Linked DNA regions of Rattus norvegicus: all the other regions are linked to region 3. A link is a contact called in public Hi-C data. All regions are on one chromosome and are shown on one strand. The core of a region is the stretch at or near the end of the contact, and the rest is flanking DNA. Distances in the headings are between cores, read along the strand shown. Region 1 overlaps Slc6a9 (solute carrier family 6 member 9). Region 2 overlaps Slc6a9 (solute carrier family 6 member 9). Region 3 overlaps St3gal3 (ST3 beta-galactoside alpha-2,3-sialyltransferase 3).

Evidence for each region. A called contact is a pair of places that touch in the nucleus more often than the background predicts.
Region 1: a contact with region 3 is called in a Hi-C map of liver, with 4 times the contacts expected there. The contact joins two enhancer-like sites. A contact is called at or near these places in 11 of 12 Hi-C or Micro-C datasets (the A7r5 cell line, the Rat2 cell line, Schwann cells and 6 more).
Region 2: a contact with region 3 is called in a Hi-C map of liver, with 4 times the contacts expected there. The contact joins two enhancer-like sites. A contact is called at or near these places in 1 of 12 Hi-C or Micro-C datasets (liver) and 1 of 1 datasets of contacts at active chromatin or transcription factors (oligodendrocytes).

Annotation. Positions count from the first base shown.
Region 1 is chr5:136,664,495-136,668,126 of GRCr8, forward strand. It overlaps Slc6a9 (solute carrier family 6 member 9), which reads left to right. Exons shown (of 14, transcript NM_053818.3): 2 at 3,349-3,465. The coding sequence starts at 3,436. Among named protein-coding and RNA genes, the nearest start is that of Slc6a9, 6.2 kb to the left of the region's middle. Within about 2 kb of position 2,162, at least 6 of the 93 cell types and tissues checked have an H3K27ac peak or open chromatin away from gene starts, as enhancers often do. A contact at or near this core is called in liver, where this site is marked.
Region 2 is chr5:136,682,530-136,685,978 of GRCr8, forward strand. The region is part of intron 5 of Slc6a9 (solute carrier family 6 member 9); the gene reads left to right. It also overlaps a transcript of Ccdc24 not described here. Among named protein-coding and RNA genes, the nearest start is that of Ccdc24, 13 kb to the right of the region's middle. Within about 2 kb of position 2,157, at least 9 of the 93 cell types and tissues checked have an H3K27ac peak or open chromatin away from gene starts, as enhancers often do. A contact at or near this core is called in liver, where this site is marked.
Region 3 is chr5:136,901,366-136,904,717 of GRCr8, forward strand. The region is part of intron 2 of St3gal3 (ST3 beta-galactoside alpha-2,3-sialyltransferase 3); the gene reads right to left. Among named protein-coding and RNA genes, the nearest start is that of St3gal3, 53 kb to the right of the region's middle. Within about 2 kb of position 1,491, at least 4 of the 93 cell types and tissues checked have an H3K27ac peak or open chromatin away from gene starts, as enhancers often do. A contact at or near this core is called in liver, where this site is marked.

The DNA.
Region 1 (3,632 bases), core at 912-3,411, 240 kb before region 3:
ATGTAGGAAGGCAGAGAGACCTTTGTGTGCCTGGTGCCAAGCACAGGCCTGCCCAGCAGTACCTGTGTGTGAGCAAATGAATATAGTTGTAGCCAGCCCTAAAATGCCTGCTAACCAGTTCAGGCCAGTTACTGTTGGCTGTGTAAAACCCTACCAGGGGATTGAAACTTTAGGGTTTTAAGAAGATGAATGGATGGAAAGGGAAGAAAATAGGAAGAACTTGTAACAGACACAGAAATTAGGCAGAGACAACCCTAGCCCTAACCCCAAGTCTTAAGGGAATTCTCAGCTACATCCTCCAGACTGAGACTAGTCACTCGAAGAGGTCAGAAAACACCCAGAATCATAGTGGTGAGTGCCTGAGACCAGATCCATCCCAGGCCTATCAAATCCCAGACCTGGAGTCTTCATGATACTCTACAGTGACCCTGAGTGACCTGCTGCTGGTCGGTGTTACTCCATGTCTGGGTTGGAGCAGGTCTGGGTATTCCAGCTCCTCGGCACCTGGTGGGGTGTCTGGCGTAATGTAGGCATTTGATGGGTACATTTCCCCCCTCTCCACTGCTGTGGCTCCAACCCAGGGTCCCAGCATGCTGATCAAGCTCCTCCACTGACCTCTACCCCTGGTTCTCCACTGATTCCTTTTGAATATCCAGATGTTCACACTGATGGGGCCATTCCCTGGAAATGGTAAAGGCAGGAAAAGCAACAGAGCCTCATACCCCCTCGTTCTTCTGCTATAGATGTAAGTGGTCTTAGCCTTGCTGGTGCCCAAGCCCCCAGAGGGCAGGAACTGTTCTACAGTTGGTCCACTGACTGCCTGGGTGTGATGTGTGGTGTAACAGTTCAATCAAGCTTTCCAGGCTAGCTGTTGGCCTCTCTGAGTCTCCTCAACTGTAAGCCTCAGAGTAGCCCGGTGAGAAGACTCTGTGGATGCAGAGCGAGGACATTCTCAGTTTACCGAGCTGCCCAGAGGACATGACTTCCAGCCCAGGAGGCGGATCATAACAATATCGTCCCCCACCCCTGCTCCCATCTTTGTCATTATTGGTCCTTGGTAAAAAGGCAACTTTGGGAAGTCAAGTCTACTTGCCAAAGGGTTGAGTGATTGAAGAACTCAAAAGTATGATTGCCTTTTGAGGGGCATAGCCCTCTTGTAACTGCCACCAAAACACCAAAGCCGCGAGCATGGCTTCTTTAAGTGAATACCTTTGAGAGGGGGAATCCAGCCCTAGGCACTGGATGCTTACTTCCCCCTCATCCCTGCCCAGAGAAGAGGAAACCAAGCCAGGGCAACAAAGGACCTAATGAATCAAGGGCTGATTTGTATAAATAAACAGCGGCCTACCTTTCCTCGGGACTTCTGTGACTTCCTGTGGGCAAGAGGTGGCCTTTGACAGGTGGCTATTGGTGAGCAAGTGACTCTGAATAGACTTAGTGGCAGAGCCACATCTTCCTGGGACCCGGCCCAGTGAGAGTTGAACCACCTAGTCCACCTAACCCCAGGTTTTCCTCCCACGACTCTTTTGAGAACTCTTCAAGGCTCTCTAAAGGTTGATCCTTCTGAAAAGTATTCTGTCCACATCTGGCATTGCTGGTGTGAGCTTCCCCATGCGGCTCGCACCTCCTGTTTTCCCTTCCTCCTCTCCAGCTCACCTGCCCACCACATGGCCCTTAGATGCTTCCTGTACACCCCACCCCCACCCCCACCCCCGTTGGCAAGAACCTCATTCCAGGACCTCTGATGCACCAAGTCCCCTTCAGTTTAGCTCAGCTTGTACTTGCTAGCTGACCACTGTGCCAGGACCTAGGCCCAGAAGAGTAAAGGAAACTCAGTTCCAAGCCCTCAGGTAACCACTGACTCAGGGCTGATAGGCTTCTGACCCAATGTATGTACCTCGAGGTGATAAGGACCTAGTAAAGATTTGTACAAACCAGAAAGGAAGATGTGTGCTCATTCTGCTGGAGAAGTGTTGGGAGGGCCACGGGAAGGAGATGGCATTCAGGCCTCGTGATAAAAGACTCGCAAAGTGCCATTGGATAGCCGTGTTGTAAAGGCAGGAGGTGTGACTACATCTGGTGTGTCCTGTATGACCAGTGACACGGCCAAAAGCCCAGCCACCCTCGAGCCCAAGCTGAGTGGCAGGCACTAGGGTTGGAGGCAGGCATCGCGCTTGCCACTGATCCAAGCTGAACGCCCACTCTGCTTCCTGGGGAAAGGTTGCAGTCACTCACAGATGATGAGGGACTTGGACCCCATCCCAGTTCTGTGTTCATTTTTTTTTTTTTTTATCTTTTATAGGATTGGGCATCTGGAGAGTCAAAAATAGACCTTTGCCCATTGGGACAGGAAGCCTGGAGAATAAGGGACCTGGGGGGAGGGCTGAGAAGGCAGTGAGGCAAGGGCTGAACCCCAGGGTCATTCAGAAGGGAGCTGGATCAGGAATGGCCTGGCAGAGCGAGTGGGTACAGAGAGAGGGACATTGGGTTCTTCTAGCTGGTGGTGTGGGCTCCATATCCTAAGAGTGTTACATTAGAATCTAACCTCCGCTCTGACCACAATATCTGCAGAGGCTTCCTCTCACAGATACCACAGGTTTATGGTGGAATACTGTGAACCCCTAGCTAACAGAGATCCTGGCCGGTTCTCACCTGGGAAGTCCACGCTGGACCTCGGTGTCTATCATATTCCTGTCCCCATTGCCTGCCTCCTGCCTGGGAATGGCTTGGGCTGTGAAACCAACCCCATGCTCAGAAAAGTTAAGAAGTGACTTCCGCTTCCGCCATGTGGTGTCTTTAGAGATCCTTGTTCCACCTCTCTCTGGTGCTGGCACCTGAATTGTCTTCAGAGGCCCCACCATGCCCTTCTATGCATCTGTCTGTGGCATTAGTGACTTTTCTATTGTCTGTTTTTGTTTTTATATTTGTTTTGTCAAGGGCTTCTCTACTTAGCCCTGGCAGTCTTGGAATTCACTCTGTAGACCAGGCTCACCTTGAACTCCCAGAGATCTGCCTGCCTCTGTGTCTGAAGTGCTGGGTTTAAAGGTGTGCGCCAGGGGCTGGGGATTTGGCTCAGTGGTAGAGCGCTTGCCTAGTAAGCGCAAGGCCCTGGGTTCGGTTCTCAGCTCCGGAAAAAAAAAAAAAGGAAAAAAAAGTGCTTGGTTAAAGGTGTGCGCCACCCCCACCCGGCTTAGGAGAATTTTTCTAATAAACTTCTTAGTCTCCAGTGAACCCCCTCAGCCCTACTTACCCCCTCCTCCCAAAACAAAACAGAACCTTTTACATTCTACTGGTTCTGGAAAGCCCAGAGGGCATGCCTGGTCTCACCTCACTCTGTTTTCCCCACAGCTCTTGAGGCCTCTTGTCTGAGAGGCACTGAACGCAGGAGTCTGCAGGTGTGGTCCAGATCTCCAGATCCCCCAACCCACTGCCACCATGGTAGGAAAAGGTGCCAAAGGGATGCTGGTAAGTACAGGGGCCAGACTTTAGGGAGGAGGGGGTACTATAAACGATGCCCTGGGAGACCTCCTGCCAGCTGCCTGCCTTGACACGGGGGCCTCAGAGGTACTACAGGGCCAGAGTTGGCACTACTAGGGCTCCCAAGTGCCAGGGCTGCCCCAGGCCCGGGCAGG
Region 2 (3,449 bases), core at 907-3,406, 220 kb before region 3:
TCCTCTCCATACAAACAAAAGGATCCATGGACATTCGCTAAGCCAGGGATGCCAGAACAGCCGGACCCATTCTGTTCGGAGGTGACAAAGAGACTAGTGTCTCTGGGCCCTCTGAAGGGAGGCAGCTACTGGAGGTGTCTGTCTGAATCACCTTATCCCAAATGGCAGAGGGAAGGAAGGCACAGTGGAATAGTCTTCCTACATCTTATTGGAGAGTCCCGGGAAAAGTACCTCTGGATGTGAGAGGCAGGGCTCATCTATTCATTCCGCAGGCCTCTGTGGCATCTGCTGTAATCTGTGTGCCCGTGCCAGGTATAAAATGGTTCTGAGCCTCTGCCCCAAGAAAGCATAGTCTGTGGGGAAACAGTTGAGTATATTAGGAGTGGGTGCCCTGGCACTGAGGTGGTGGTGACTTCTGAGAGATGGAGACACGGGGAGCTGATGACAACTGCCCAGACATGGGAGAGAAGGGTTAGGAGGAATTAGGAGGAATTCACGAGTAGGTAGGCAGAGGCCACAAGGAGGCAATTTGAGGCTGGGATTGCGAACAGATGGGACGCTGAGAAAAGAGACAAGAAGGGCATCTGTCACATGGCACCAGCTTCTACGGCAGCCTAAAGGCTTGGTGCTCTCTCTGCTATGTGATGGGAGGCCAAAGGAGAGGTGCACATGGCCCTGGGCACACTGTAGTTGTAGCAGGTCCTCTAAGTCCAGTCCTGAAAGTGCAAATCCCACTCAGTTGTGGGATGGGCCACTCCCCGAGAGGAGATAGGGAAGAGAGGGAGACAGAACTCACACCCAGTCAGATGAACACAGGGGGTGTGCTGCACACTGGGCAGCTTGACCAGGACCGAAAGGCAGAAGATGGACATCCCTGGACCTCCCCAAAGCACAAATCCTGCATTCCAGTCTTAGCCCAGGCAGATGCTACAGTGTTGCCTACCTCTGGGGCAAAGCTCCGGAGACTTTAGCCAGTGAAGTCAGTGGGGAATAGCTCTCAGAGAATCTCCCTAGGGAGGCAGGCATACTGAGGGGACAGCTGGGCCCTGCTCTGCACCTGGGGCTGGCTGGGCCAGGCCTACCTAACTAGCTTAGTTCCTACCCCCAGTGGCTCCCTGCTGCCACCTCCTGGAGAGCCTGGAAAGACATTCTTCCTCCCTCCCCTGCCAACTCCCTACACACACACACACACACACACACACACACACACACACACACACACTCTGGTGATTGAACATTGTCCCATGCCCACGCACACACACACACACACACACACACACACACACTCTGGTGATTGAACATTGTCCCATGCCCACGTCCATGCATGCTAGGCAAATGCCTTACCCCGCCATGCACGCTAGGCAAATGCCTTATCCCGCAGCTTATCCTGAGCCTTCTCTTTACATTTTCATTTTGAACTTGTGATCCTCCTGCCCAAGCTCTAGAGTAGCTAGGATTGTAGGCCTGCATCAACAGGTCTGGCTGAGAAATGGTCCTTAAGAGAGCAGTGCGGTCGGAAGGAGCCATTGGGCAGAAGATTTGGCTAGCCCGTCTACAGCCCGCCCTGTGTTGGATTCCCTAGCACCAGAGGAGAATAAAGCTGCCCAGGCATCACTGATTAGAGGAGGAAGGGCGCACTGGTCACCCACCTACTAGATAATTCTCATTAAGACTTGTTAGCTCTGTTTTCAGATTTATAGACTGACATCTGAGGTTAAGAAACCAAATAGTTGTGAAGGTGGCTGGGCTGCGTGCACCAGGCCCGCCCTGGCTCTGCCTTGTTCTGTCCTAGGCCAGTGGTGCTCTGCCAGTGTTCCTAGTCCAAGGTGTTCCTTTGAAAAGTGGCCTGATGTACTTCGCAGTTTATGAATGAAGACAGCAGGCTACAAGAAAGAGGATGGCTGGGGTGTGGCTCCTTGGTAGAGCTTGCCTAGTGCTTGAGGTCCCAGGTTTGATCTCCAGCACCTGAACAAAAATAGACAGACAGACAAACAGACAGTCTTTAAAGCGAGAGCATCTAGAAAGTCAGGTTTCCAGCCATTCCCCCTGCTTACCCTTCTTGCCCTCTCCCCAGACTTGCTTTACACTCTTCTGTGCTCGACTGAGTCTAAGCTCATGACCAGCCTCCACAGCCTCTGTGGCAGCCAGCAGCACCCGACACAGTGGACTCTGATCCCAGCCCCACCCTCACCTACCCTGGTATCTCATGCCAACTTCATAGTTGCGCTGACACCCCAAGTCCTGAGTCTGCCACTGGCCCACTGTATGTTTATGGGAGACACCAAGTCTCCCTGAAAAGTCTCGGGTGTTTGCCCCTCAGATTTGGATGGCTACACTCCTTCCCTCATTGCTGCCAAGGTGAAATGTGCTAACATGGCATAAAAAACAGATCAGCAGCAGCAATGGCTCAAGGGGCCAGATCTGTGGAGAAGCAGATGAGGGGGTCTCTCTCCCCGAGCCAGTTACTGTCCACTCAAGGGAACAACCGCTACATATTTCCAGATGTTGGGAGTTAAGGAGTTAAGGGTTTTGTTTGGTTGGTTTTGGTTTTGACATAAGGTCTTATAGAGCCCTGGCTGCTCCGAACTCCTTATGTAGAACCAGGCTAGCTTTGAACTCACAGAGATTCTCTTGCCTCTCTGCCTCCTAAATGCTGAGATTAAAGTCCCCCCCCCCTTTTTTTTTTGGAGAATTTCTTTTTCGAGACTCATATCTGGAGAAGCGTCAAGCAGGAAAAGAGGTGACTGTGGTGGCATGCCTGGAATCTCAGCTAGTGGGAGGCTGAGGCGGGAGGGTCATAAATTTAAAAGCCAACCTGTGCTAGCTAGTAGACCTAGTCTCGGTAAAGAAAAGGAGGATGGGGGTGGGGGAGGCAAAATGATTCTTGAGAGGGCATGCATCGAGAGCCAGCTTATAAATAAGTCACGTTCCAAGCGCTCTGAGGTTAATTGTTTGATCTCAAAAGCACATGGTCCCAAGGAAAACAAGAACTAAATGTGGTACAACCTAAAATAAAAGCCAGAATTCATTCCTCGGTTCCCAGGCTAACCATCTTAGCTCTGCGGTCCCAGTACAGTAATGCTGTGCTTGTGCAATAAAAATAACATCAAATACTGCCATTTTAGCGTGTGTTCTTAGGCAGAGTTTGTTTTTTAAATTCTTTAAGTGAAAAGGGTTTTCTTGACTTGAATGTTGGCACTTGGGAAAGGTGATTCAGTAGAAGCAGAGGGAGCCTGCAGTTATTCTGAAGGTCTCACCTCACCAGCACTGGTGTCTAACATAGGAACACCTAGGCAGGCCTGGCCTACATTGCCAGGAGCCCTAGTCCACTGCCTTCAGCTATGAATGGCCTTGCCCAGTAATATTGTTTCCCGTGTGTGCTATGGAGAGGGAAAGGGCAGGAAAGCAAAGTCAATGTGACCCTATGGCTCCTGGACTTCACCCCTCTG
Region 3 (3,352 bases), core at 241-2,740:
ATGTCAGGCCCCGATGCCTTTCTCCTGTCCTCACCCACTGGAATGAACCTACCTAAATAAGAAGCTGCCCTGGGCACTAATCCCCCTTGACTGACAGGGAAGTAACTGATATGACTTCTGGGCTTCTCTAGTCCCAGAGCTATGTGGGTGGTATCCACCTGAAGCGAGCAAGACGCTGCCAGGGCTGTGTGCACGGATGTTTCCTTGTAACCCAAGATCCCCCGATTGTCATCATGTCACCTGCTGGAGTTGAGGGAAAGAGATTAGCTGGTTCTCACGGTTTCCTCACAAGCTTGGGGCTTCTCAATCTAAAAATAAACACACACACACAAACACAAGCACACCCCTGCAAACCACACACTCAAACACATTCATGCATACACGCACACAACACGAAACTCTTTTGCCTCGTTTTGCCTCCCTGCAGCAAAGGCGTCTTCGGATTAGCTTTGTATCTTTTTTATATTTGTTTTATAGTCTTTCCTTCTATTCCTTCCCTCTGCTATAATTTAGCTCTCCCCCGCCTTTTAATTTCATTTTTATTTTTCCCCCTCTGTCTTTTTAAATGTCCCCAGGTAAGGAAAACAATGAAGTTATGTTGGCAGTGACTTAAGCTTACAGCTTTAAGAAATCTAAAATGTGGTTTTAAAAGTACCTTTGGTTTACCAGCAGTGATAAAAACCAAGCTGCCTTCCAGCTATGAGCCATGTGGTATGACCCATGTGGTATGACCCATGTAGTATGACCCATGTGGTATGACCCATGTTGTATGAACCATGTGGTATGACCCATGTTGTATGAACCATGTGGTATGACCCATGTTGTATGAACCATGTGGTATGAACCATGTGGTATGAACCATGTGGTATGACCCATGTGGTATGAACCATGAGTATGACCCATGTTGTATGACCCATGTGGTATGAACCAGGCAGTATGAACCAGGCAGTATGAACCAGGCAGTATGAACCAGGCAGTATGAACCATGCAGTATTACAGCAGTGAGGGCTACCTGGTCTTCCTGTCTTCCCTCTGCTAGGTGGGACCATGTGAAGCACATGACGGCTAGGCCTGATTCCTAAGCACCCACGTAAAGCTTGTGCCTGGAATCCCAGCACTGGGGAAGCACACACAGGAGGATCCCCAGAGCTGGCAGGCTCCAGGTTCACTGACAGACCTGACTCAAAAACCAAAGGAGAGGACAACCTATGGGTTCCATATGCCTGTGTGTGTGCAAAGGTGTGTGTGTACACACAGGCGCTCCACTCCATCCAAAGCCATCTCTCCTTACACTAGACATGCTCGGGAAATAGTTTATCCCGAGCAGGTTCATGTCCCACAGCTCTATTCCCAACACAGCAGTACTGAGAATCGGGCGGTGGGGCAGTTCAAGAGGTAGAGCCTATGGGGTGGCATTTAGGTTTTAAGAGTACCGTGCTCTCGAGGGGTTAATGCTTGTCAAAGAGAGCATGTTGTAATAATGCAAATCTGGGAGCCCAGAGTGTTGAGTAACACCTCGATCCCAGCACTCAGGAGGCAAGGCAGGCAGAGCTCTGTGAACTAAGGCCAGCTTGGGTCATCTGTCCAGTTCAAAGTCATCTCTCACTCGGTAGTCATGGACAACCTTGAACTTCTGCTCTTCCTGCCTCCTGACCCCCCAACCTGGTTTATTTGTTGCTGGAGACTGAATACAGGGTTTCGTACATGCTCGGTGGGCACTCTCTGAGCCACATCCCTGAAAACTAGGACCCTACATTAAACATTTTGTCATAGAAATGCAAATGGGTTAGACACGTGTTCCGAATTCCTCTTTCAAGTGACTTGGACACCGTGGCAGAGCTACAGGACACTGCAGGATGCTACTCAGATGCCCCATGAGAAACAAGATGTGCTCACCAGCTGCTGTGATCATGGCAGCCAGAAATCTCCCAACTGTCAGCACTCTGGACTGAAGGCCACGGTCGGCATTGAGGTCATGTCCCCTCTCTGGGGCACCCCTGAGCCTGTGAATAGTGGTGACCAAGGAACTATAAAAGCAAACTCCCTTCCCTCCAATTCAAAAGGACCAGCTCAACTCCTGTCTCCACGGGTACAGTGAGATCGTTACTGAGAATGGACCGTATCATGACTTCTTATGTGAGTGTCCCTTGCATTCCTCCGCCTCCCCCAGGAGCTGCTCCCACAACCTCGTCCTAGTGAGCTTATCCCACACTGAATTTTATCTCAGAGTGTGCTTCTCTCAACAACACCATCCTGCCCAACTGCCTCACATGAGCACTGACAAAAAGAGTCACAATCGAGAAGCCAGTAGTGGTGCAGGCCTTTAATCTCAGCGCCCCAGAGGAAGAGACAGGTGGAACTCTGTGAGTTTGAGGGCAGCCTGATCTACATAGCCAGTTCTAGGACAGCCAGGGCTACATAGAGAGACTCTGTATCCAATAAAATCCAACCAAACAAACAACAAACAAAAATAACCCACTAACAATCTACTACCCATCTCTGATGATAACTGATATTATTTTAATTATGGAACATCTATTTTAAAGTGCTTTGACATTAATGTATATATTGCGTGTGTTTATGTATGTGTGGGTAAAAGTGCACATGGAGATCAGAGGACAACTTGCTGGAGCCGGTTCTTGTTTCCACTAAGTGTGTTTCAGGGATCGTGTGTGGGATGCAGGCTTGTGACAAGTGTCCTTCCCCACTGAGCCTGTAATCAGCTATTTCGAATGCTCGCCATGGCGTAGTGCTAAGAGGTTTACTTAGATTATCTCACTGATAATCTTAGGTTCAAAGAGTAAGAACATAAGTGGCCCAAAGCTGCAGAGCCAGGACTCAGTGTCAGGTGGGGAGGCTCTGAAGCCTCGGTGCTCACGTGCTAGCCTGTTGCAGCATCCCTAACTTCTCCCATACTGCTCTGTAAGCCACTGGGCAACCTGTAAGAGAGGAGGGAAGGTGATGGGCACCTATATGTGACTCGGAAACCCGCTCCTTCCCTTCTCACCCCTCTGCTACCTCTGAGGATGGCTCACACAGTGTCCTGACCGCTAGGTGCACGCACACAGTTTAACTGAAGAACTGTAAGCAGCTGGACTTGGCCAAAAGCCATCCTAAGTCAGTGCTGTAGCGATCAAAGGGCTCTGCTGCCCTCTTGTGGCTCAGGCCAACTGCTACTCTGAGCTGCTCCAGTACAGAGCTGAAATTCCATATAAAGGCACTTGGCCACCAGACACAAATCAGTAGGAGGTCACTCTGATTGGCTCAAAGTGGAACCGATTTAATAACTTGAAAATGTGATTTTGGCACTCCTCTGTGCCAGCTGCTGCTCATAAAAAGAAAGCTCATAATA